Regions from separate parts of the Mus musculus genome. Here all the other regions are linked to region 3. The links are chromatin contacts, called in public Hi-C and promoter capture Hi-C maps. All regions are on one chromosome and are shown on one strand. Each heading gives the region's core, a stretch centred on a gene start, on an enhancer-like site or on the middle of the called end of the contact. The rest is flanking DNA. Distances are from core to core; before and after follow the strand shown.

Evidence for each region. Promoter capture Hi-C pulls out the DNA fragments that hold promoters and counts their contacts. Hi-C and Micro-C count contacts between places; a contact is called where the count stands out from the background. Capture Hi-C pulls out chosen DNA fragments and counts their contacts.
Region 1: a contact with region 3 is called in a Hi-C map of bone marrow-derived macrophages, with 28 read pairs. The contact joins the enhancer-like site here to the promoter of Tm9sf4 in region 3. A contact is called at or near these places in 16 of 39 promoter capture datasets (the C10 cell line, the HPC-7 cell line, HPC-7-derived erythroid cells and 10 more), 1 of 15 datasets of contacts at CTCF or cohesin (the NIH/3T3 cell line), 5 of 484 Hi-C or Micro-C datasets (the AML12 cell line, ECoMG-derived neutrophils, Th2 cells and 2 more), 13 of 115 datasets of contacts at active chromatin or transcription factors (the 230-238 cell line, DN3 thymocytes, the SCID.adh cell line and 6 more) and 5 of 9 other capture datasets (adipose tissue, embryonic stem cells, liver and 2 more).
Region 2: a promoter capture Hi-C map of pre-B cells shows a contact between it and region 3, with 7 times the contacts expected there. The contact joins the promoter of Xkr7 here to the promoter of Tm9sf4 in region 3. A contact is called at or near these places in 20 of 39 promoter capture datasets (the 3T3-L1 cell line, 3T3-L1-derived adipocytes, the C10 cell line and 13 more), 4 of 115 datasets of contacts at active chromatin or transcription factors (the SCID.adh cell line, embryonic stem cells and large pre-B cells) and 2 of 9 other capture datasets (adipose tissue and liver).
Region 4: a promoter capture Hi-C map of adipose tissue shows a contact between it and region 3. The contact joins the promoter of Pdrg1 here to the promoter of Tm9sf4 in region 3. A contact is called at or near these places in 12 of 39 promoter capture datasets (the 3T3-L1 cell line, 3T3-L1-derived adipocytes, the C10 cell line and 7 more), 2 of 15 datasets of contacts at CTCF or cohesin (the NIH/3T3 cell line and large pre-B cells), 4 of 484 Hi-C or Micro-C datasets (the N1E-115 cell line, cerebellar granule neurons, cerebellum and 1 more), 7 of 115 datasets of contacts at active chromatin or transcription factors (bone marrow-derived macrophages, effector CD8 T cells, embryonic forebrain and 3 more) and 4 of 9 other capture datasets (adipose tissue, liver, macrophages and 1 more).

Annotation. Positions count from the first base shown.
Region 1 is chr2:153,314,300-153,321,005 of GRCm38.p6, reverse strand. Kif3b (kinesin family member 3B) reads right to left here. Exons shown (of 9, transcript NM_008444.4): 2 at 3,322-4,789; 3 at 630-731; 4 at 305-427; 5 at 104-222. The coding sequence starts at 4,725. Among named protein-coding and RNA genes, the nearest start is that of Gm39961, 26 kb to the right of the region's middle. Within about 2 kb of position 1,570, at least 68 of the 459 cell types and tissues checked have an H3K27ac peak or open chromatin away from gene starts, as enhancers often do. A contact at or near this core is called in ECoMG-derived neutrophils, the HPC-7 cell line, adipose tissue and 5 more, where this site is marked.
Region 2 is chr2:153,026,598-153,033,268 of GRCm38.p6, reverse strand. Xkr7 (X-linked Kx blood group related 7) reads right to left here and starts at 1,417. Exons shown (of 3, transcript NM_001011732.1): 1 at 671-1,417. The coding sequence starts at 1,254.
Region 3 is chr2:153,159,601-153,165,838 of GRCm38.p6, reverse strand. Tm9sf4 (transmembrane 9 superfamily protein member 4) reads right to left here and starts at 4,538. Exons shown (of 18, transcript NM_133847.3): 1 at 4,268-4,538. The coding sequence starts at 4,282.
Region 4 is chr2:153,012,245-153,018,750 of GRCm38.p6, reverse strand. Pdrg1 (p53 and DNA damage regulated 1) reads left to right here and starts at 3,368. Exons shown (of 5, transcript NM_178939.2): 1 at 3,368-3,517; 2 at 4,666-4,741; 3 at 6,296-6,370. The coding sequence starts at 3,431.

The DNA of each region.
Region 1 (6,706 bases), core at 321-2,820, 160 kb before region 3:
CAGGGGACAGTGGGGTGGCTGAGGGTGAGCTGGCAAGCAGGTGGCTTGTCCTCAGGACAGTCACTCCTGAACATGGTAGATGGCAGAGCCTGCAGGTACTCACTTGAGCTTTAGCTCCCGGGTGAGTTCATTCTGCGTCTGCTCCAGCTCCTGGCGCTCTTTGATGTGTTCTTCTTGGAGGTCGTGGATCTCGGCCTTCACGGCCTGAAGCTTGGAAAAGAGCTAGAGCCGAGAGACACAGCTGAGGAAAGGCTGACCAAGGAAGGCGTGCCCCTCCCCCAGGCTCCCAGCACCCATCTCCTACCTTTTTGAGCTTTTTGGTCTTGATGTCTACCTCCTGCTGCAGTGAGGTGTAAGTCTCTTTCAGTTCCAGGGTCTCCTCATCTCGACTCTCCATTTGCTGCTGGATTTCTCTTTCTCGACGTTTCTGAGCAATACCACAAAATCCATCAGCTTGCCCTAGTGACCATGTCTACACACTATGGGCTGGATGCGCCCAGTCGGCTCTGGCTAGCATGGGCTGACAGCTCCTGTCCGTTCCCTCTGGAGCTGCTCTCATCCCACTGCTGACTGCTCTGTGCCCTGATGTCAGTGCACGCCTTCTTCCCCATACAAGAATGCAAGGTTACCTGCTCTGCGATCTCCTGGCGTTTTTGCTCCAGGATCTTCTGCTGTTCGTTTGTATGATCTACTATATTTTTTCCTCCGACAAGCAGCTTACTCTCCATGGCCTGAGTGAGGAACAAAGCAAAATCCATCCTGTGGTCCATCCTACAACATAACCCCTCACAGGAAGACCTAGAGAACAGGCTTATGCCTGGCTAAGCATAATGGTCCATGCCTGTGGTCCCAACATACATATGACTGTAGCTGGAGGATTGCAAGTTACAGGCCAGCCCAGAGGACATATTGAGACCCTGTCCAAAAACAAAAACAAAAAAACAAAAAACAAAAAACAAAGAACCAAAACCTCCCCAAAAACAAACAAGCAAAAAACAGTCTGGGGCTGGGGAGATGGCTCAGTGGGTAAGAGCACTGACTGCTCTTCCATAAAGGTCCTGAGTTCAAATCCCAGCAACCACATGGTAGCCCTAATAAGATCTAATGCCCTCTTCAGGCACATCTGAAGACAGCTACAGTGTACTTATGTATAATAATAAATAAATCTTTAAAAAAAAAAAAAGTCTGGGGGAAAATACATTTGCCTTGCCCATAGCAGGATGGGACCCCATCTGACAACACTGAAGGTCTGGCAGCTTGAAACATATGTGCTTTTCAGGGTTTGGGCTTTTTAACCAAGTCATTTACTGGGTTGTTCATCCACAGCACTAACCCCACTCTACACAAACTAAACATAGCTGGTGTGCTCCAGACCAGAGATACTGCTGGCAGTGAGGACCGTGAGGCTCGGAGCCCACCTAGGGACATAGACAGGTAAACAGGCTTGGACCAGACGCTCTGGGATGCCCTCAGGAGGGAAGTGTGAGGAACTAAGGGGAGAGGCACACTAAAGGGCAAGGAGTCGAGCTCTCAGAGGAAGTTGGGGACAGCTTCCTGTCTGAAGGGACAGCCACACAAAAAGCTGAAGTAAAAATAAAAATCTACTAAGAAAACACTCCTACCCCCATTGTTAGCCCAGGAGTAGGATGCGGAAGTTGACAAAGCCAAGAGAGGTCGGAGCAAAAGCCTCAGATCCCAGTTAGGAAACCAGGCATGGTCCTGAGAGCCTCAGAAAGCATGGACAGGTATGCCAAACAGGAGTGCACAGCCAGACTGCTTTAGGACCACACCCTTGCAACAGGAGGAATTCCTGGATGAGAGCCACGGCTGAAGCCCTGGTGGGAAGCTGTTGTGCAGCAGGGCATGGGCGAAGGAGCAGGATGAGGCAGGACCAAGAGTCCCTGGGACTGAGGGAGCTGGACAGATGGCTCAGTGGTTAAGAGTACTGACTGCTCTTCCAGAGGTCCTGAGTTCAATTCCCATCAACCATGTGGTGGCTCACAACCATCTGTAATGGGATCTGATGCCCTCTTCTGGTGTGTCTGAAGACAGCCTACAGTGTATTCATATTCATAAAATATAAATAATTCTTTTAAAAAACTCACTGTAGAATATAAGGGTACCAGCAATTTCTTGCATGTACATAGTCTCCTGGAGCCAAGCACAAGAATGGTTGCAGGAAACATGGAAATAGCCCACATTAAGAGGAAAGTGGAGCGAACATCACAGAGTATTTGGAGCAGTGATAGTGATGAACACAACCACACAGCAGGCATCAGTACAGGTTCTTAGGGACAGAAGTTTGGTACGAAAAAGCAAACTGCGGTAGCACCTTAAGTAACAGCCCACGTGAAACTAGACAAGCAAGGGAACAACAAACATTGGCTTCCTGATGACTGCCCTTGTGGCTCAAGTGGCAGTGTTTGTCCCACATGCACTTAGGGCTGTGATACTCAGCACCACATAAAACATGCATGGTGGCACATGCCTGTGTTCATTCTTAGCTACTATCAAGTTCAAGGCTATCCTGGGCTACACAACACCCTACCTTAAAAAAAAAATGCCAGGCATAGTACTCTATTGTTGAGTAGGCTAAAACAGGAGCATTGCTGTGACTCAGGGCCAGCCTGGACTACACAGAAAAACCCTGATTCAAAAAAATAAAGAAATATCAAAAAATTTAAAAATACAGATGTTCAAGCCGGGCGTGGTGGAGCAGTCATAGTGATGAACACAACCACACAGCAGCAATCCCAGTACTCGGGAGGCAGAGGCAGGTGGATTTCTGAGTTCGAGGCCAGCCTGGTCTACAAAGTGAGTTCCAGGACAGCCAGGGCTATACAGAGAAACCCTGTCTCGAAAAAACAAACAAAAACAAAAAAACAAAAACAAAAATACAGATGTTCTTAAAGAGAAAGAGAAAAAGAGAGAAAGAGGGGAGGAGGAAGATGAAGGAGGAGAAGGAAGAAGAGGAGGAGGAGGAGAAGAAGAGGAGCAGGTGGTAGAAAAAGAGTTACCCTATTCCTTAATGGAAGCAATAATGCCTGGGCACTGGTTTTCTTGCTGGTCTTCATAAAGTGCACACATACATGACAATTATCATACATGTAATTAGGTTTTGACTTTTATTGGGGACAGGGGTCTCACCCTGTAGCAGGCTGTACTGAACTTATTATATAGGCCTCACAAGAGACCCACCTGCTTCTGCCTCCAGTGTGTGGGGATTAAAGGCAGTTGTCATCATGCCAAGGTCTTACTGTATAATATTTTTGATCTAAGAAAAGGAACTGAAAGGGAAAGGGCTGCGGAAGGGTACAGTACCTTGATTTTGGCACCCAGCATCTCTGCAGCATCCTTCTCTCGCCGCAGGTCCTCCATCTTTTTCTCCTTCTCCTTCAGCAGCCTCATCTTCTCCTCTGCAACCAAGCTGTGGTCCTCTACAATGGCCCGCTTCTCAATCTCCAGTTTTTCTTGCTGTTCCCGCCAGTAATCATCCTTATCATCCCCGTCCTCCTCACCCTCTTCTCCCTCCTCCTCCTCCTCTTCCCCACCCCCACCACTGCCACCACCTTCCCTCCGCTTCTCTCGCCTCTTCCTCCTGCCAATGGAACGTTTTTCCAGCTGGGCCTTGAGCCGAGCAATTTCTTCTTGGAATTCTCGAAGCAGAGCATCCTTTGGGTCCTCATTGACCCTTGGCTTGTTCTTAATGTTTTTGGCACGGTTGGCATATCTCAGAGTGGTCAGGGTCTCTTCTACATTGTAAGAGGCAGGCCCCACATTGGCTACCATCACAGTTTTGGCATTGCCACCAAGGGAATCTTGGAGAAGCCTGGTCAGCTTTGAGTCTCTATATGGAATATGGGTGCTTTTGCCATCTACAAGGGCAGAGATAACATTACCCAAGGCGGAAAGGGACAGGTTGATCTTGGTGGCTTCCTTCAGTCTTTCCCCTTGAGCTCCAGTCTTGGCTTGCCGCTCACTGCCAGCAAGATCTACAAGATTCAGCTTTCCTACCCGGATGTGGTTTTCACCATCCAGGCCCACCTCGCTGCATTCAATAGTGATAACAAAGATTGCATGCGACCGTGAGCTGTGCTCATTCATGTTTGTAGCACCGACAGACCGGTTCTGGTTTCCCACATTCATCACATGCTCTATCTCCTTCACACTCTTCGTGACAAAAGAAGACAAATCCTTTACATACACTCCTGTATCTGGTCTCTCTTTGAGCTCTAGCCTTTTGGTCTGATCCTTTGAAAGCAAGTCTCGAATCTCTTCTTGATAGATCTCTAAGTAAGACGCCCGGACCAGGTACTGCTGATTCTGAGATCGAGAGATGTGGGTGAAGATGTGATCAAAGGAGTTGGGGATGACCCCTCTTTTTTCAGGGTCACCACGAACTCCCTCCATGGTATAGGTTTTCCCAGTTCCTGTTTGTCCATAGGCAAAAATTGTGCCATTGAAACCCTGCAGCACAGAGTCCACGAGTGGTCGGAACGTCTCATCATAGAGCTCAAACTGCTTGGCGTTCCAATCATACACAGCGTCGAAGGTGAAGGTCTTGGGCATCTCATGGGATGTGCCTTTGGGGTTCTTCACAGACACCTGCCCCAGCTTCACATCCACATCTACCACCTTGTCATAAGATGCAGCCTTTTCTTTGCCATTCATGGGCCGACAGCGGACCACCACCCGGACTGATTCTGAGCTTTTTAACTTGGACATGATGAACTCTGACCAGTTTAGCCTCAAGGGCTACAAATCCAAAATGGCTCAGGATGCTAAGGTTCTAGAAAAAAGACAAAAGTAGTGAGCATGGTACACTTGTTACTAGGGTCTGCCTGACAGCAGTGGGCACACAATCTTTACCCGAAGGTTTGCTGGTAGCCATATTTAGTTACTCTGGTACACTAGGCATTTCTTCTGGGACTTTAGCCAGCTTCAGCAGTAAAGACTCCGGTCCACTAAGATTAATTTGTATTCACCCTCAATCAATATTTGATTTTATACTACAGGATGCTTTTATCTTTTCTTTTTTTAGAGAAAGGATTATAAGTGATAGGATCACAAGCATGAACTATCACACCTTTGTTTTTATTGCCACTGTTGGGTTGTTTTTTTTTTCTTTTCTTTTTAAGATTTTTTTAGTTTTCAAGACAGGGTCTCTCAATGTATCCTTGACTGTCCTAAAACTCACTCTGTAGAGCAGGCTGTCCTGGAACTCAGAGATCTGCCAGCCTCTACCTCTTAAGTGCTGGGATTAAAGGGCGTGTGTCTCCCTCACTCCCTCCCTCCCCCACTCCAGAGGACTGACTTTACTTTTAAGTTATGTGTATGTGTGTTTCTGTGTGGAAAGGTGCACAACTGCAGACCCCACAGAGGCCAGAAGAGGCTGTAATCCCCTGAAGCTGTGGTTACAGATTGCTCTGAGCCACCTGACAGGGGTACTGGAAACTGAACTTTGCTTTGTTGGAAGAGCATCAAGCATTCTTAAGCACTGACCCACCTCTCTAGCCCTTATTGGAAGTCTTTTAAAAGCCTGGATGACCTTCTATTTATGAACTACTAAATCCCTAAGGACAACAAGGTGAAACTATCAAAATTTTTAATGTGCAAGGGCCAGCAAAAGGGCTCAGCGAGTAAAGGAACCCGCCACCAAGCCTAAGGAACCTGTCACCAAGCCAAAGGAACCTGTCACCAAGCCTAAGGATCCGAATTCAGTTCCCAAGACTCACATGGTAGAATTTCAATATGGTGTTCTTTTAATCTTGGTATATTCAAAAACTGTGCACATATGCATATATACAAATAAAATGTAATAAAAATTTTCAATTTTTCAATGTACAGCCCTTTTGACTAAACAATTCTAAGACTTTATCCCACAGGTAAGCGTCTTATGTAGAGACATATCTCTTTCAGGTAATTTGTTGTGACACTGTGATAGCCAGAGAGTGGGGAAAATTCTAGTTTCCATCAAGAAAGGGTGATTAAATACAAACAGAGGAATCTGGCATAGTTTTTAATGTGACCTAAGTAAATTCATACCAAGATATATTAATTAAATAAGTGAAGCACAGTATGTAGTTTACACAGTATGAGCTTAAACAAGGGACATAAGAGTGAACCCCCCAAAAAATAGTGAACCCTAATGGAAAATCCTGAGGTCCAGCTTAACAATAAATGGTAAAGGCTAAGTCAAACCCAGCACCAACATAAATGCATGAAGGGTACACAAGAAAATGAACAGGTAAAGAACTAAACAAGTGGAAGGGGAAAAACTGGGCACTGAGGCAGCCTGGAATGCTAGCGTCCGAAAGGCTCAAGCAGGATGGTTTTGAGGTAAAGGCCAGTCTGTGCTTCATAACAAGACCTTGTTTAGGGTAGCTCAGGGCACAGTACTAGCATGTACAAGACTGTGAGTTCTACCCTGCAGCACCACAAAAATGGGGGGTATGCATGGAACATGCTCGATGGGCATCCAGTATTACACAGTCTTGATGGGAGCTGTCTGGCCACACATTTCAGTTTAGAGAGAAGACTCACGGTGCTCTGGGCTGGATGCGTGAATACCTTAGCTTGAGCTGGGCATACTTCTCCATTCTAAGAATCAGTAAGAGGTGGCTTATGCAAAATGTGCTTTTAAGTGAGGCTGTGAAGCAGTGCATAAATCCAGCCGTCAGCTTAGTAGACTCTGAATGCAGGAGGA
Region 2 (6,671 bases), core at 168-2,667, 130 kb after region 3:
CCCAGCAGGCACCCTACTTGCTGGCAAAGGATGAAGCCTGCAAGTGAACAGTTTGAATGAAGCCTCAGCATCCGGTCTGAAGACTAAGGGTCAGCCAGTAGCCATCTAGTGTCAGAGTCAAGATTCCAAATCTCCTTGGTCCCTTTTGGGGGATGGGACGGCACTGTGGAGCTCCTTAGGAAGTAGGAGCTAACCAGTGCTGAATTGGGTTCACCCCAGGCCCTTTCTCTACAAAACCAGAAAGTTTGGGCGGGATAGTCATTTAGCTGCCTTTTCCAGGATGTTGGGGTGGGCTGCAATTCTAAACTGAGTGCCTGTGAGTGGTAGGGAGGACTTCTGAGTGGTTTCCTAAGTCGAGGCTTGGTACCTGGACATGGGGGAAGGGTCAGGACTGGAAGGATCGCTGTGGTCCTGTTCCAAGTGTCCCCTTGTTCTCTGCATACATCACTCAGAATCTCTGACCCCATCTTGCCCCATTAGCCAGATCAAAGCTATGGTTCCAACAGAGTTTTGCAGAGGTGAGGAGCTGACTGCAAAGAAATGAGAGCGGCAATGGAGTGGGTCGGGGTGAGGGTCAGGACAGGAGCAGGGCGGGCTAGAAAGGCCAGAGCAGATCTGGGGCGGCATCCCACTCCCAGACTCAAGCTTCCTTCACCTGCTCTTTTCCTACCTCCAGACCTGGCCGAGTTGCAGGAGGTGAACGAGGGTCTGCAGTAGCCAGACGCAGAGGCGGCAGCAGCGGCGGCGGTAGGTGCCGGCCGAGGATGGTGCGGGCCGGGGGACCAGCTCCGCGCTACCTTCTTTGGTCCGGAAGGCGACAGCACTGTCCTTGGTGCTGATGGCGGCTCCGACTATGTCGCTGTCCTTGGTGCTGACGGCGGGTCCCGGGGTCCCCGCGGGCTCCGAGTAGTCGTAGACGAACCAGCGGAAGCTGAGCAGCTGCACGACCAGTGAGGGCAGCAGCACGAAGAGCAGGGTGAGGCCGAAGTAGGTGCTCTGACCCTGCAGGTAGTAGGAGGCCGCCAGCCACAGGTCGGTGGCGCCGTCGGAGAAGAACACGAGCAGCGCGCACAGCACCCAGCAGCAGTCCCGCAGCTCGTAGCGTGGCCCCGGGCACCCCGCCTCCACCGGTCCCGGGCCCGCGATCCCCGCCGCAGCCTCCCCGCGCCCTCCCGCCCCGCCCCGATCTGCTCCCGCCGGCCCCTCGGGCCCCGGGCCGGCCACGGCCGCCGCTCCATCCGACTTCGCGGCCATGTTGGCGGAGCAGGAGGCGGGGAGCGACTTCCGGGCGGCGGAGCGGGTGGGGTGCGGAGTGGGGAGGACCCTGCGCGGGCGGCTCCCGCCTCCCGCTCTTCCTCCGCCGCTCCTCTTCCTCCTCCCCTCTACCTCAATTATTCATCCTTGCCGGCGCCGCCCCGCCCGGGCTCCGGCCTGGATGTGGGCCGCCCCCTGGGAAGGGAGGGGGCCGGGGTGGGGAGAGCATCCCAGGTCACCCTCGCATGGCTTCCTCGGAGGCGTGGGGCCCAACCACATGCTTTCTGCCTCTGGCCTCCCCCTTTGACTGCCCCCGCCCTATCCTCTCCTTTTCCATTGATCTCCTGTGGTACCTCCGGTGGTTTGGGTCTTGCAATGTCCCAGGAGGGTGGGAGGCCGAGGTCTGAGAATAAAAGGACAGGGGTGGGGGCAGCTGCTTGGGCACCTGCCATAACCCGTTAGCAGTCACTCCTTCCAACGCCACTTCCTAGTTCCCCCGTGTTCACTTATTGTTTCATCCCCTCCTTTGATCTTGAGAGATCTCTTTTCTCATTGTCTTTTTCAAGCTGAGAAACTGCGGTTCTCTGAGTTGCGGTCTCTCGGTCTCTCGATCACCTTTCTTTTAGGAACCGCGTTCATCTGGCCACTAGCCTGATTAGGCAAGGCAGAGGAAAGGGATGGGAGGGAACCCCTTGGGAAGGAAAGAGCAAGTGCAAACAGCTACTCCCATCACCACTGGAGGCCACATTTTCTAGGATGTCCGGAAGAGGGGGTGGGGGTGCAGAACGATAAAACTGGCGATTTCCGATGGATTGGACCCTGAAGGGCCAGAAGGTGACAACGGGGGCACCTGCTGCAGAATGTCAGCTGAGGAGTTAGGTGGCTAGGTCAGGATTTAGCAAGAAGACTTGGCAGCCAAAGTGGAGCAGGGATCACAAAGCAGCAGCCTGGAACTGGAGAGAACAGAGGAACATTATAAACACAGTCCATGAGAGGAGCTAGGGGTCTCTCATGTGCCTGAGTACTCCCACACAACTACACCTTGGCTTGGATGGGATATCCTAGGACACTGAACCATTTCTTTGTCATTATTCTAAGCAATGAGGAATCGCTAATCATTTTAGTCTCACAATTTATATGGTCTATATTGTTCTGCCCATTCTATAGATGAGAAAACATAGAGTCAAAAGATACATTTAGTGGCTTAAAATCACATAGTGTTAGAAACAAATTCAAACGTGGCTCTCGAATAGGCTTTGAAAACTCAAGGGAGTGAGGAAGAGTGAGGAGGGGAGGAAGTGAGGTGGAAGGACCACCCTGCCTCAGAGTGACAGGGAAGATAGAAGAGACAGCTGCCCTGGGCTGGGTGGAGCAGCCATCTGCTGTCCTGCAGCCTGGCTTCCCTTTCGTGTCCAGGGACCGTTTTGGTCTCAGTGATGCTTGGGAGGTTGGGGTACCAGCTGTTGCCTAAAGCTAAAAGCAGAGGGGAGGTGTTAAGGGCTAAGGGAGTTTTCCAAGGTGGATTGGAGGCCAGCAGCCCATGTTTAGGCTGTCAGGAGGCTAGAGGTTTCAGTCAGAAAGACTCATCACTCCTAAAGAAGCCAATCTAATATATATAGAACCTTAAGTGGGGTCAGAGAGTCGGCCTGGCTCCTGACACCCCATTGTTAGTCCTTAGAGGTCTGTATCGATGACTTCACAGGTGCTTGCTCGGATGGGACCCGCAAAGATAGGATCCCACCTCTGGGTCCTAACTAAATGGAAGCCTCCATATATCCCATAAACAGTTTGATAACTGCAGTAGCAGAAATCAGGCTGTACAGTCTGATGCTCTGATGCCAGAAAAAAAAAAAAGAAATCTGTGTTGAACACCTATAGTCTTTGCATGATTCCACAGCTTTGGGTAAACCACTCAGTTTTTCTTGGCTTCATAGAACAACAAAATAAAGGATACACCATGCCTTCCTGCTAGCACAACAGTGAGGACAACTATTAATGGGATGTTTTAAGAGGGTCTTCCCACAGAAGCCCTGCTTCCTGACCCTCAGGAATGTTCCCCAATGCTCTGGTTATCGCTGCCACAGCACCCTGGCCTTTCCTTTCTTCACACTGACACACCAGCAAGCAGTTTATCTTCGCATGTGTGAGTGTTTAGAGATGCCTGGGGTCTTCCTGAGGGAAACTCACCTACTTTTCCTTACCCTGAGACTTTCTAGTGCTCGGTGCTAGGTCTGGTACTCAGTTGGTAGCCTATGAAAATATGAAGATAGCCTTATATAACTCTAGATAATAGTATTTTAAAATAAAAGAAATAAAAGCCGGGCAGTGGTGGGACACACGTTTAATCCCAGCACTTGGGAGGCAGCAGCAGATAGATCTCTATGAGTTTGAGACCAGCCTGGTCTACAGAGCAAATTCTAGGACAACCAAGGCTGCAGGAGAAACCCTGTCTCAAATAAAATAAAATAAAATAAAATAAAATAAAGAAAACAAACAAACATCATCTAATGAGACCCAGGCATTGTGACAAACACCTGTGATCCTAGCACTTAGGGTAAGGAGCAGGGGTGAAGCAAGAGAGTTGTTGTGAATCCAAGGCTATTCTGGGGTTCATAGTGGGCAGCAGACCAATCCGAGCTACATAGCATGACCCTGTATCAAAAACAAACGAACAACTTTAAACCCCCTCCAGAACATTGGACAACTTAATGAATGAGTAAGCGATGAACTCAGAGAAACAGTGACCTTCTTATTCCCAGTCATAAAAGTAACCTGCTCAACAGAAGCAATGGCTTGTGAGCCTCACAGTGTTGGTGACTCTAAGTGACAACACTGCTGCTAGTTGTTATTTACAAACTGGGCCACCAAAGAAATGGCGGCTCAAGGTCATTTCTTAGGAAGTAGCAACATTGGCATTCAAGAGCCCTGTACAGTTTGAGCGACTAGACCAGATGAAGTGACACAGAGGAAGGGCTTTCTGGGAGATCTGAAGCATGGGTCTGGTGCGGGGTTAACCTACGGATCAAGGATGCTGTAGAGAGGATTCTGTCTGACAGGGAGGTTTATAAGGCTGTGTTCAGATGGCAGCATATTGAGTTTCAGATATTGTGAATGGAACCCAGAGACAAGATACTATGTTTCAGAGGCAGCTGGGTGGGGCTGGGGAAAGCTTGGGCAAAGACTCTACCGTGGGGCTGATCTAGGTGCAGTCAACTGGTCCGAGTCTGCTGGTGTGGAGGGAGGTGAACCATAGCTGGTCAGAGCTGGACAGTCCCTTTGAGAGCTCACCCAATTCCTTGGGCCTCTCTCACTTCACAGATGGGAACCCTGGAGCCCAGAGAGATAACCTAAGTTAGCCAGTGGCAAAAGTAAATCTGGAGCCTTTCCCTAGCCCCCAGAGACATGATGGTCCCTAAGCTATGTGGGGAATTGCTTTTAGGAATCAGCCTTGCCACCTTTCCTTACTTGACCTTGGATGCCACAAAATAAATAAATTGTAATACATTTTTTTTTTAAAGAAGCCGGGCGTGGTGGCACACGCCTTTAATCCCAGCACTTGGGAGGCAGAGGCAGGCAGATTTCTGAGATCGAGGCCAGCCTGGTCTACAGAGTGAGTTCCAGGAAAGCCAGGGCTGGCTACACAGAGAAACTCTGTCTGGAAAAACCAAAAAAAAAAAAAAAAAAAAAAAAGAAACCTTGGAATTACATAATAAAGATTGCTTAAGAGGACACTGGGAATTGGGCATAAGGATGGAAGGGGAAATTCATTATTTGTTGTGTACATAATTTTGCAGTCATGTGAATGTATTTTCTTATTAATAAAATAAAACTATAATGGGGACAGCTGCTATGTAAATCTGGCCGGATGTTACAACACAGGCTTAGGTATTAGTGAGGTCAGATTATTCAAGAGAAGACAGAAACTTCAATTTTACTGTAAAATTTTCTGAATTTTAGACATCGGCTCTAGGTTTCTTCAAACACGTTTCTGCTTAGTAAATTAGCCAGTGGGGCAGATGTGGCCAATCTTCTGCCTCAGCCCTGATGACTTTCTGCCCCTGGCCTGGAGCTCTCAGCACTCCAGGTTTTTCTTATGTGGGCAGCTGCAGGATGAAAATTGCCTCCTTATGCCTCTCTCTTGACACCCTTCAATCCCTGCCCCTTGGGGCTGTGACACTAAGGGCTTTTAACTCAAGCTCTAGAAGGCAGAGAGAGGCTGTGAACTCTCAGATAATTCTCTCCCCTGGGATGCTGTAGGCATCAAGGCTCACTTGCCTCCCGCCGTACACCCATCTGTCCCTCGGAAATGGGGGCAGGAGTGAGGCTGGCATAGAGGGGATGGAAAGGGCTCACACCACAGGGCTCTGGTCAACCTTGTGAGGATCAGATCCAAGAGGGGAAACCCAAGAGACGTCAGAAAAGAAGAGCCAGCCATACACAGTTGGTGAATGTTGAGGTAACTCACCAAGTTCCAAATCCTGGGGTAACCAAGTTCCAGTCCCAGCAAGACCTTTAAGGACTATCTCCTTCAACACCTTTGGATAGATAGGGAGACAAACTTGTCCCAGCCCCATTCCCCACCTCAAGACCTAGTTACACTTTCCTGGCTGACTGGCTGACCGAGCCTCCTCCCTGGGCTCTCTGCACACCTCCCTCATTGCTGAGGCCCAATCTCTACCCTGAGCCAGAGAAAGCTCCTAACAAGGAAATGTGATCAGACCTCATGTCCACCGAGTGCCTTCCGACTCTTCCCTAACTGTGGACAGTCCTCAGCCTTGTGAGCATCTCTGTCCTGCCCATCTCTCCTTTCCCTCATCAGCTTCATCTCTTACCGTCTTCCTCTCATTCACCCTGTTCCAGCCACACAGGCTGCTTGCTGTTCCTTTTATTTCATTTCAATTGTTTTTCTACTTGGTGCTGAATATTAAACACAAGCCTCATGTACGATAGGTGGGTGAGGTATCCCCCCAGCCACTCCCCCAGAGTCCCTGGTTCTTAACAACCCTGTCTTCTCCTTCTCCTGGGCTTTTGTTACAAGCCTTTGCCTCTTCTCTAAGATGTGTGGCCTGTTCAGAGGGGCTTCCCCTGCCCTCAGCCACAACCTTCCCAGTGCTGGGATTATAGACGTGTACCACCATGCCTGGCTTCATGGGACATTTTGTTGTTCACCCTACAACTGGTCCCCTATCCACCTTATTTTTTTCATTCATTGCTTATGTTACTACCTGGCTATGATACACAGAAAGTCGTTCCTGGTACATAGTGGAATGCCTGCATGCCTGGATTATCATACATTGAGTACTCAAGACTTAGGGGAGCCAGCAGGCTCAGCTGCAGTATGAAAGGGGAAAGGGCTGTTACTAGGGTGTCAGCCTGTTCCTCAGTTTAGCCATCTTAGGGTGTCTTCCTCATTTCAG
Region 3 (6,238 bases), core at 3,289-5,788:
CAGAGTGATTTGTTGTTAAATATAAAACTGATGCTGGTTTCTATAGTTAAGATGGTTTGCCTCTCAAGATGGAAAGACATGTGATTTAAACTTATTCTTGTTTCCACTAGTGTTAAAAATATATGTGATTTTATTGACGAAGGCTTATTAAATAGGTCTAGTAACAATGAAGCATGCAGGGTGTGACTTTCACCTGCAATCTTTAAATGATTTGAGAACTCTGGAGAATATTTAGACTGTATTCAAAATATTCCTAATAACTGCATTTGTTCATATCTCTTGTGTCTGCCAAATTAAAGACGAATATTTTATAATAAACTTTTTACTAGACACACACAAAAAACAACCCCCACACACTGTAAGTTCTCTTTCTATGAACTGAGAAAAGGTAACTCCTCAGAGACACAGAAAAGCAGTGGCTACCAGAGGCTTGAGGGAGCGAAGCCTGGGAACGGCCAGGAGTGATTCTCAGGTCAGTAGGCTGATGAGAATGTTCTGGAATTAAACAGTGATCCTCTAAACACACCCAAAGCCACTCAGCTGTGTGCGTAAGAGAGCTCAGTGTTACAAGTCCTCACTGCTCCTGCAGAGGATCTGGGTTTGCGTCCCTGCACCCAGAAGGTGGCTCTCAACCCTCCGTGACTCCGGTTCTGATGACCTCTGGTTTCCTCAGGCACCGGCATGCACACAGTACACATATATGCATGCAGGCAAACACACATAAAATGTAAAAAGATATTTTATTAAGAAGGTGCAATTTTGTGGTATATGAATCATATTCATAGAGATAAAACCATAATAGAAGCTGATAGTGTGAGGAGATGATATAAGGGAAGTGGAGTATTATATGCCCATGAATGTACTCAATGGGCATTTCCCAAGTTCCATTAAAATACTGCCAAGAGTAGTTTTCTGTAATAAGATATGATGAGTCTGCTTCTCAACTCTGCCCAGCCAGATGAATTCTATGCTGTAACTTTATACAGTGCAGAATCCAGGGCAGAAGGCAAACTCCTGGCTTCCTTTTCCTATGGCCAGAGAAGTTGTACTCTGAAGATTCAGGAAACACTAACTGTGTGCTTAGTAGACCTGGGTAGCATTTGCACAACTCTTAGAGCCATTCATGAATGTAAGCGAGGGAGGGAAAAGCCCTTGCACTGCATACCCACAACTCTAACTTTCAAAGGAAAACAGCCTCCCCACATCACCAGCCTTTTCACACGGCCACCAAGTCCACTAGCTCAGTTCCTTTCTGTATGACTTGCCTCAGAAGTGGATCCACTCCAAATTAGATCTATATGCCCCACCCAAAATGGTTATGAAATAGCTTACATGTATGAGGGGGTGGGAACAGTACTCACTTCTGTGTAGTAATGTGCTTGGCACAAACTAAATTCATACCTACTTGTGACTCCACATACACCTCTGTACAAACTTGCTTCTGTGCCTTTTCACTGAACACGCAGTTTCTTGAGTGCCTTTTAAACTGGGCTCAGTATATAGCACATTCTCCATTCATGCTATCTATCTATCTACCTACCTACCTACCTACCTAAATTTCTCTACATAGTCCTAGCTCTCTGAACTATCTAGACCAGGCTAGCCTTGAACTCACAGAGATCCCTCAGCCTCCCAGGTGCCACATTCTCTATTTATTGAATTGAGTTAAATTGGTTTCCATGGGGCTGGAGAGATGGCTCAGTGGTTAAGAGCACTGACTGCTCTTCCAAAAGTCCTGAGTTCAATTCCCAGCAACCACATGGTGGCTCACAATCATCTGCAACGTGATCTGACGCCCTCTTCTGGTGTGTCTGAAGACAACTACAGTGTACCCATACACATAAACAAAAAATCTTTTTAAAAAACTGGTTTCTGCCGGGCGTGGTGGTGCACGCCTTTAATCCCAGCACTCAAGAGGCAGAGGCAGGTGGATTTCTGAGTTCGAGGCCAGCCTGGTCTACAAAGTGAGTTCCAGGACAGCCAGGGCTATAAAGAGAAACCCTGTCTCGAAAAACAAAAAAACAAAACAAAACAAAAAAAATTGGTTTCTATGGTCTATCTGCACATTAAGAACAAGCTGGCTCCCCTGATATGTTGTCCCAGTAGGGTAGGAGGAAGTGAAGCCAACCTAATAGAAAAATCTATTTCAAAATCCAGTACACAGATTGCTAACCGTGAGCTACACCATGCACCAATCACAAGCACACTTACTTCTAGCAAGTGCGGTTCTTATTTGTCTCTGGTTTCGTCCCTGATTGCTGTTTGCTACGCTACCCTTCCCCATGGTTCCGGTGTTAAAAGTCTTCTATAGATTCCTTAAACATGTCATTCAGCCATCACACTTGCCATTTTCTTTGCCTGGGACATTCTTTGCAAAGCTGGTTTGTTTGTTTGTGTTTTGTCTGTCAGTCCGTCCCAGCTATGATGCCCAGTTACTGCCAATCACCATCCCGTCACCTTGCTACCCTCACAGCATTTAGCAGCACCAGGCAGGTTTCCTGGAATGAGAGTGGGCCCACGAGGGTGGGACCATGACCCTCTGACAGTCATATACCTAGTTCCTGGCAGTCACTGGACATTCAAATATTTGCTGAATGAAGAAACGTACACCAGAAATACATATTGCTAACTTATAAACTCTTAAAAGCTCTGTACAGGGCAGGAATTTCCCTGTGCAGTGCTATAAATGCCACCTTACTAAACTCTCTATGAACAAGAAAGGGTGTGACTTCCTGGCTTCACATTCGCCTTATTCTGAATGTGATAAAGGAGAAAAAGGATTTCAACATCCCACTTTAGGGATTTACCCCTCTTCATGATTCATACTGAAGTCTGTGGCCACAGAAACCAGGGAAAGCTTTGAATCTGCTTTTCCCCTAAACAGAGCCAAATATCGAACTTAGGCTCCTGGGTACGCTCAAGCAAGTGCTCCACAAAAGGGGTTACAATCCGCAAAACCTTGAACATTTTTACCTGATTTCTGGGGTTATAAACAAGGAACCTAATTTAAAAAAAAAAAAAAAAAAGTCAGCCGTCTGCTAACAGGACAGACTCCTTTCATGAATTAACCTGGCCCTGTTTAGAGAAAACCAACATCAAATAACTTAAGCAAGAATTTTCCTTCAGTAGAGTCAAATGTCACAAGCTTTTTCTCTGAGTCTTTCTTGTCATTCACTACCACGATGGAATTAATTTTATCTTCTGAGGCAGCAATGTACAAGACCACCCAGGAAAATTCACTTTCGACTTTTGTTCTCATTTCTTGGCAAACAGAATTTGAGGTGAACTTCTCTTAGAAAATCTGACCTTCAAAAACTTAATTCTGTGGTTGATAAACAGAAGTCAGCTAGTGACTCATCCTTCAGGCACAGGTATATTACCTCCACTCTCATCCACAAAGAGACTTAATTCTAGTCAGCTTCATGATAGTGACCCTTTATCTGTAAGGAGCTGTGTGGAGTGGGAGGGGGATACAGACAGGCAGGGCCAGAGGTGTTTTTAAACGGTAACCCAGGGACCACCTCCATTATAAACACAGGACTGTTTGTGAGACTATAGATTCCTGAGCATGGCCTAAGGTATTGCAATCTTTGGGAGTGATGCTCAGGAAACTATTTAAACATGCCTCCCCACCAACAACCCAAGATCCCCGTGCACAGTGGGGTTTAAGAACCAATCGGATAAAAGCACTTTAGGAGAGACAGATTTTGACAGAAAAGGCAGGAGAAGGGCAGGGCCTGGGGATGGGATGATGGGCATGGGATGCCCTGGTACAGCAGCAATCAAGCGGGATGCGCTATGGGAACCGCTGAGGGTGCAGGTAAGGACAAGGCTCGGGCTGGTGCGAGCAAGGTGGCACCCGCAGACTGGTTAGGCTGATGGGTATGTGGAGAGCTGGGTATGAACGTGAGGAGGAGGAGCGAAGGCAGAAATAACGGGGGCCTCTCGGGAGGAGACAAAGCCTGGAGGGGAAGAAATGGGAAATAGGGGTGACAAGGGGCGGGAACGAAAGCTGAAATGAGAACCGTGAAGGCATGAGCCGAAGTCTTCCTTCCAAGCGGCACCTCCCCTAAAACTCCAGGCCCTGACAAGCCTAGATGCCATGCCAAGGCTAGAGAAAGGGACTTTGTAGAGGCCGACCCAGTCAAGGGTAACCCGAGCAGGGGTTCTGGAGGAGGCTGGGAACCAGGCATGGGGCGCTGGAAGGTCCTGGGCTATCCAGGGGGGCCCTGCTCCAGCTCCGGTTCCCGGAGTCTCCTTCACTCACCATCGCCGCCGCCATCTTGGATCCACGTGTCGGCGTGATGACGTCAGCGGAAGTGGTGCTTCTGTGGTTACGGAGTGTAGCTCCACTAAGGGGACTCCTGGCTTCAGATTCTTCTGTAGTCGCAGTAGTGAGGAGGTAAAAGAAGCTTAATTTCTCCTTGGCAGATTGGCCTTGGCAGTGAGGTCTCTGACTAGGTGAAGAGAACGTACGGTGTAACTATTGGAGCCATATTGACTTCTGGCAGACCCGCTCCTCCGCCTACTCCTTTTGCATTGTGGGTAATGGGGGTGTGTGGAAATAGGCGCGCTCCCTGGATGCTTTCTTTAGTATTGGCAGAAAGAGTCGTTGCCAGGGTTACCCGGGACCTTAATTGTGAAACGGAAAGCATGGTAAACCCTCTCTGACAGCTTCTGATTTAGAGTAATTTGTAATTATATGTTTAAATATTTATTTGACTATAATATAGTCTTACTAATCGGCCGTAATAACTATGAAGGTAGGACTCTGTCTTTCCCTTACACTGCGTTTTTGTCGTCAGTGAAATGGGGCAGAGATTTCTAGATTTTTTTTTTTTTTTTTTTTTTTTGGTTTTCCGAGACAGGCTGGCCTCGAACTCAGAAATCCGCCTGCCTCTGCCTCCCGAGTGCTGGGATTAAAGGCGTGCGCCACCACGCCCAGCTCTAGATTATTTTTATAATTGGCTTATGTTAAGTATCCACTGACACAATCATATAAAGTATTCAATAAATAATTGTCATTATATAACGTATGTACATTCCTTCACACATATGGTAGGTGTCCCAAACAATATGCTTTGTTAAATGAGTGAATGAAAAGCAGAACACTTAGTGAAAGGAGACATTTTTCAATGTGGACTTCTCCATTCTAACTGGCTTAATGTATGACTTGAAGCAAGTCACTTAACCATCTTAAACTTAACTTTCCAGTATTGACTTAAAAGGGTCTGGGGAGGACTCAAAGGATCATAATGGAGAAAGACTGTTTGGTTCATATATACCACTGTAAAGTGTACAAAGAGCCAGTGCGGTCTTCTTAGATGGATCCAAAAAGCTGTTAAGAGAGTAGTAATGAGTTCTGAGGATATAGTTAATTTAGCAGATAGCCTGCCTAATCTTTAGCACTGGGACTTGTAATCCCCAAACTCAGAAGGTCCAGCAAGAAGAGTTCATGGTTATCCTGGGACATGTGAGACCTTGCCTCAGTCATCATCGTTACTATCATCTTTATCATTATCCGTGTTCAGTGGCTCACACTGGTAATTTTTGCGCTCAGGATGCTGAGGAAGGAAGGCATGGTGAGTTCAAGACCATCCTGAGCCATAAAGAGAGCCACGGGCTAAACAGAAAACTCAGCATTGCTTAAGTACTGTGCCAAAACTGGTCTTAAGATTTTTAGTTATCTCTTCTGCACCTTGGCAAGGAACAGCTGAGCTCTGACCACCACTGTGGTCAGTACTGATTACTACCGTGGTGGATTTTTTTCTGCATAAATGTCTACTAACAAGCCTCTCCTTCTTGCATGTTATGAGCATACTGGTTCTCCTGTCAAAAGGTGAATTTTTTTCTCTTGTTGAATGCTGGGGTTAAGTTACTTGCTTTGACCAAATAGAGTGAATTATAAGTGTCTTCCACTTCTGTGTCTAGGCTGTAAGAGGCTTGAAGCTTCTCCTTCCTCCCAAGGATATAAATATGGCTGGGTGTCCTGCTGCATAGACAGGTCTATGTCATTCCTCACAGAGTTCTAGAAACCCCACCTGACAGTTACACATATAAAGGAAATAAGTTTGTGCAGTTCAAACCTAGCAAGCTACTAACTAAATATAGAACATGTGAATATCCTTATTGATATTTGGAACAAAAGAACTACTTGGTTGAGCCTAGTTGATTTAGTATTGGGTTGGATTGTTATGAGTGCTGAAAAACAAACCCATAAATGCCTGGGACCAACACA
Region 4 (6,506 bases), core at 2,119-4,618, 150 kb after region 3:
ACACAGACTCAGATGAGACCACTCCACTGTGGACAAAAGTTCCGTGAGTTATTCTGTTGTTTGCTTGTCTCTGAGACAGGGTCTCACAATACCAACCCGGCTGGCCCAGAAAACTCTGTGCTTTCTAGGACAGATTTGAACTCACAGAGTGCTGAAATTAAAGGCAGGAGCCACCAAGCCCAGCCCAGGTTACATGAGCTCTTACTAGTCATAGAACAAAACAAAGGTAAAATTCAATCTATGTGTTAAATATGTTGGTGGGACTGAAGTTAGACAAGGAAATGCAAAATGGGAAAAGCTTTTACAGGGTTTAGATGCTATCTGCTGGCATCCTTAGCAGTTGGGTGGTGTGGTACCTTCTGGTCTACTTAAAATATATTTCAAAGGTTTTTACCTGATAGCCAAACAAATAAAATAAAATAAAATAAAATAAAATAAGGTAACAGAGGTGGGCAAGGAATGGCTAGGAAGGGGAACAGAGACAGCACAGGATAGTCCAGTTCTGAATCTGCAACATTCCAACTCTCTACAATCACAGAGCTTGAATCAGTCAATCAATTCTTTAAAGTAGGTATGACTTCTCTCTGGTAACTTCCATTCACAAACTCCATTTCAAGAAGCTAATGCTCAGGAAGGGGGAGAGAGAGAGAGAGAGAGAGAGAGAGAGAGAGAGAGAGAGAGAGAGAGAGAGAGAGATGCAGAGGTGGGGACATACAACACAGAGGGGAGATATGACAAATGGAGATGTGTTATGGCTGTAGTATCAAAGGGGCTGGCAGAAAATCAAACCAGGCTAAGGGCTAGTGTGTGCAAATGTCCTGAGAATCCCCACAGCCCCTTGGTCCAGCGACCCTTCTCTTATGTGGATGGATGCAGCAGCCCCACATGAGGAGCATCACTGGCAACCCCACAGAGAAGTAAAGATGCGGGGGATGAGGTCACTCATCCCTCCCTTTGCTTCCTAGGGCTTCATTCCACTGACAACCTTACCTGGTACCTGCCACTGACCCTGCCTCAGTGAGCAGAGACAGGTCACAGGTCACAGGTCTGGATCAGGGTCATTGCACTTGCTGTGTCCTCTACCTGCAATGCTGTCTCACCTCACCCAAATACCCTCATGGCTCACCCCCTTACCTCCTCCCCATGTCTGTTCCAGTGCCACCTCTTCAGAGAAGCCCTCCCTAACTACCTTATCCCAAACGGTTCCTGCATCTCTCCCTGTCCACCTTGCATCACTGGGGAACCTGTCAACACTTATCTACACTTGACTCGGGATGCATTTGGTTATAGCCCTGCCAATGGTCCTCTCCCCTGCTTCCCCAGCCCGAAGGCAGGCATCACACCCGGCTCTGCTCACAGTAAACTCATGAATCTCTAAGCCTGGGAAATTGCTACATTTTTGTGACATGAATAGTTAGGTAATATCAGAGATATCCCAGAGTTCACAATCTGTTCATTTTGACCCTTGGGGATATGTGTGACCTTCTCTGCAATATCCAATGACCAGATGTGGCCCCGAGGGTCAGTCGGAGCCAAGAAATTTAACATGGAACCTTTCTTAACTTCTCTCCATGCAGGACCACCCAGCAGGGGTCAGAGGTGTCCGTTTTTCCAGCCATCTTTGGCCCCAAGGTGGAGAGACGATGCAGGACTAGGGTCCAGGCCCCAGGGATTCCTGGAAGACTCATTTTTCCTTTGGCAAATACCCCCACTTCTTTCACAGGGCTTGTGCCTTCATTTCTGAACCAGAAGGTGTTTACACAAAACATCCTGGGTTTGGCGACAAATTCACCCTCTATGAGGAATCCTTAATGAAGCTTCCTCCATCCCCACACCACGCAGCTGCAGAGAAAACTGTCTGTCTCTAGTAATTGAAGGTAGCCCAAAGCCAGACAAGAAAGAGGTGTTTCCAGGCTTCGTGAGGCACAGTTTGTCAATGTCCATAGATAGTTGTGAAAAAGAGACCAGCACCCTCCACCCCGGGGAATTTGTGACTGATTAGCCCTTCTCTCAGCCTCAGCCTGCAGCTATAAAACTAAACAGGCATAATCCTGTGAGAAAAAAAAAGTGTCCGTGAAATTCAAGTGAGGCAAAGAATATGAATGGGCTAAGTTTCCCAGAGTCCAAAAAAGGAGACTAAAAAGTGAACCTCAGAGTTAGGCCTTAGGGGAGGTGGCTCCGTGAATGAAGAGTGTTCACTTTGCAAGAATAAGGATCTGAGTTTGAATCTCAAGCGCCTACAGAAAAACCCAGACATGGCTGTGTGAGCAGCAACAAACAGCGACAGGCAGATCCAGAGAGCTCAATGTCTAGCAAGCCTAGCCCAAAAGTGAGCTTCTGTTTCAAGGAGAGGCTCTATTTCAAGACAATAAGGTGAGAATATCAGGGAGAGACAGACACCTGACACCCTAATCTGTCTGGCCTCTGCTTGTGTCTGCAGGAGCACAGAGCACCCTTACACGCATGCAACACACACACACACACACACACACACACACACACACACCACACAAGAAAATAGATGAGATATAGCTCAGTGGTAGAGCGTGGTGTTTGAGAGGCACTGGGGTAATTCCAGTTTCGCACACGGAAAAACAAAAGAGGATTGGTGAGGCAGAAACTCCCAGGCCCAGCGTCTGAGCCTCCAGCTTTGCAACATTGGGGGACCCCTCCGGTTCTGTCAGGCAGTCACCACACACACACACACACACACACACACACACACACACACGCCTCCTCTGGGAAGTCCTGGATCCTAATTCACTCTTACGCTCTTACTGACACTCCACTGCTCCCCTGGACAGTTTCCAGCTCCTTCTGTGAATCTCGGCTTGCTACTGTGGACATTAGATTCAACAAATGCTGCAGCCAGATGCAATTTAAAATAATTACTGCTTCCTTTCCATCTTCCGGGGAGAAAGAGAGAGAGTGAGGGGAATTTCTATCACCCATTATTTACAAACTGGAAGCTGAAAACGTCGTGGATTAAAATATGAGTCTGTCTGCCACACTCAGTTTCTGGGCGTCGTTAAACCGGGACTTTATGATCTCTGTGTCTCCAAATCCCTTATCACTACCTTCCATAATGTGTAATTATTTTGCCTTCAGTGTTCGTTGTTTTCCAATGGGACGACGTTCCTAGAGTCGGGATGTTTTATTTGCAGCCGCGTTCCTGACACCCAATCTGGTATGTAGTGGATGCCCAGGAACCCTTTGAAGGGAGGGAAATGGACAGTGCGTTGTGTTGCTCCTTCAGAGCCTGTAGGGGGCGCACCTGCCCCGCTCCCAAAGCCTACCCCGCCCCTCTGGAGCCCCGCTGCGGCGCTTGCTCTTTTCACTGCGCAGGCGTGCCGGAAGTCCCAGAACAGCGCGTGCGCGGAAGGAGCCAAGGTGAAGTTGTAGCAGTGTGTCAGAAGAGGTGCGTGGCACCATGCTGTCCCCCGAGGCGGAGCGGGTGCTGCGGTACCTGGTCGAAGTAGAGGAGTTGGCCGAGGCCGTGCTGTCGGACAAGCGGCAGGTGAGAGACGTGGCGGCTGCGAGCGCGTAAGTGCGCGGGGTGGCAGGGAGCTCACCCGGTCTTCCGGCGTCACTGGTCCCAGCGGCCTGGCGCGGAGCGAGCACTGGTTCTGTGCTGGATAGTCGCCTTCCTTTCACCCTGCCCGGTCATTGCTGGTCTCCTGGATTCTCACTGTCTGCGGGAGGCTCCCCTGACACCACTTTCCAAACGCAGTCCCTGGCCCATCGTGAATCAGGTTACTGAGACATGGGCGGCATGTGTCTGGGCAATGCGCTGGGGTGTGTGGGTGTGATGTGTGGGTGTGTGGGTGTCGGGCGCGGGGGTGAGGGGTTGAGGGCCTCGTAGATCCGAAAGGGGTGCTTGGTTCTGTTTCTGTGGTAAGTGGTTAGTCCCTAAAGGGAGTTCGTGCTGGGGATCGGTTGCTTTAGACTCTAAACTTTAGAGGGCTTACTGTGTTGTCTAGGTTAGCCTTGAACAATCCGTGGTCTATCCTTGTCAGTCTCCTGAGTTCTGGGATTATAGGCGTGCATTTGGATGTTAAATGCCTCTCTCTGGCTGCTTCCTAGAGAGCGGGGAACCATTCAGGTGATCCCGATGGTCTAGAGTTAGACCAGATGGTAGTGATGGGGCGAGACATATACTTGATATATTTGATGGTCTTCAAACGCTGTCATAATGGCCATAATGGTTCTTTGTGGTCTATATTTGAGAAGGCTTGGTGGTTCACTAGCTGCGGCCCCAGATGTCACCTCTTGAGTAGTTAGCTGTCATAGTGGTACCATGCCACAGCTGTTCCAGTCCAGTATGGTTGAGTGTCTGGTGAGACTGTCAGAGTTACCTAACAAGAGTGTGTCAGTAGTCACTGTCTAGAGAAGACACTCAGCTCACTCCCTGGTGACTCTGGTACACTCTCAAGGTTGACTGGATGACACAAAATGATTCAATCTGCAGGCATTTTCCTAGCACCTTCTCTGGAGGAAGGAGGTTTGTGTCGAAGCAGAGGAGCTGGAAGCTGAGTGGGTAAAGAAGCACCTTCCCACCTGAGTCCTCCATGTTAGGCAAGACCTTGGAACTTAGCCAGAAATGATACCTTGTCTCTTCAGATTGGGGCTGGAGGCAGCTGAGTCCCCATCTGCTCCTGTTTTCAGATTGTAGACCTGGACACCAAGAGGAATCAGAACCGAGAGGGCCTGAGGGCCCTACAGAAGGACCTGAGTGTCTCTGGTAAGTTGCGACATCCTTACTGAAGCCCTGGAAGCCGGTTCAGTTGTCTTCTGAAGGACTTCATTATCCCTGGTAAAAACCAGGCAGGAGGCTGGGACTGTGTGACTCACCCTCGTGGGAAACTTAGACAGCTTGAGGAGAAGAGCGAGCGAGCGAGCGTTGCAGGTCAGACATATGCTGTGACTCAGAATTTTAGATGCTCACTTCAGTGACAGGCCATTAGCTCCTCACTCACTGATGGCAGATGCAGAGAGTGCTCACCGCACATAAAAGCAATAGTTCTGCCCTTATGTTCCACACGAGGAAAGCAGCACAAACACATAACTGAAAATTGTGAGAAAGCTAAAGATGGAGTTGGCCATGGGTGGGTGTCGAGACTGTCTTGGAGGGAAGAGATGGGGCTCAGTAGATGAGGCCAGGTGGCTGCTGTGGCTGGTGGCATGAGCAAGTCAAGCCATGCCATGTCCCACTAAGGGGACAACATGAAGCATTTCTGGAAAGGTGGGCAGCATTCCGGCCACAGTGAAGGGCACTGACATGTAGGGCTTCCATTGGCTTATCTCACCTGAATGAAACCCAGAGCTGTTTCGAGACTCCACATGATCCAGCCCCACACACCCCACGCACTCACTGGTCCCTTTGTTGTTTGCCTGGCTCTGTTTTCCCACATGTTTGTGGGTGACATGTCCTCGCTTTCCTCAGGTCTCGCCTGGATGTCATATCCACGATGTCACATCCCCATAATGAACCTGTCCTCTGATGCTCCCTAGCACTTGAAACAACTTTGGTTGGTTGGTTGGTTTTTAAATAGCTTGTCCTTTTGCTATTCTATGGGTTCTTCTCTCTTCCACCTTTCACCCCTTTTCTTCCACCTTTTCAACCCCCTAACATTTGATAAGAGAGAAAAAGGGATAGAGGGGAAAGGAAAACGCTCCCTGAATAAAGTCTGGGGTTGGAAAGGGGGCAGCGTTCTCATTAGACCACTTCCTGCTGATTAGGGGCATTGAGTCCTTGGGGCAAGTTTGATCTTCATCTTCAGGATATCTAATTTCTTCTTGTTATTTCTTTGCATATGTCTACTTAAAAAACTGTGACCAACAACCCTGCCTCTCATGGCCCTAGCAATGTTTCACCTTCTCAAAAGTCCTCAGAATTCCAAAAATCACACACTGGAAGAAACTATCTGCAGCTGGCAAAATCATACCAGAGCATGAGGCAAATCATAGTCAGCTGCTGTGGACAGTCTGAAGCAGCCCCACATCGCACACCTGGGATTGTAATGAAAACATTTTCTTACAGTATTTCTGTGTTTTGTTTTTTAAAGAAACAAAAATGCCCAATATAATGTCAATATAATTTTTCATGCTAGTTCTTAGCAGTATGTTGAAAAACCCAACCTTGTTCATTCCCCACCTTTGCTATAACATGAGTCCCACAAGAGCATGGACTGTTTTGTTCTGCTATGTTCTTAGCACAAATGTGCCAGTCAGGTGATAGGTGCTTCAAAAAGAAAAAAGCAAAACGTGATAAAGAAATGTCTGTTCGCTGTTTCAGAAGATGTGATGGTTTGCTTTGGGAACATGTTCATCAAAATGCCTCACCCTAAGACGAAGGAAATGATCCAGAAAGGTAAGGTGTCCTGGGGCTGGACCAAGGACACAGCTACTTTCCCCAGCACTCCTGGGTCATAATCCAGCAATGAAAACCAAACTGTGTATCAGGCTGGGGAAAGACAAAGGGCCTTTTCCATATGAGGCTTTTGCTT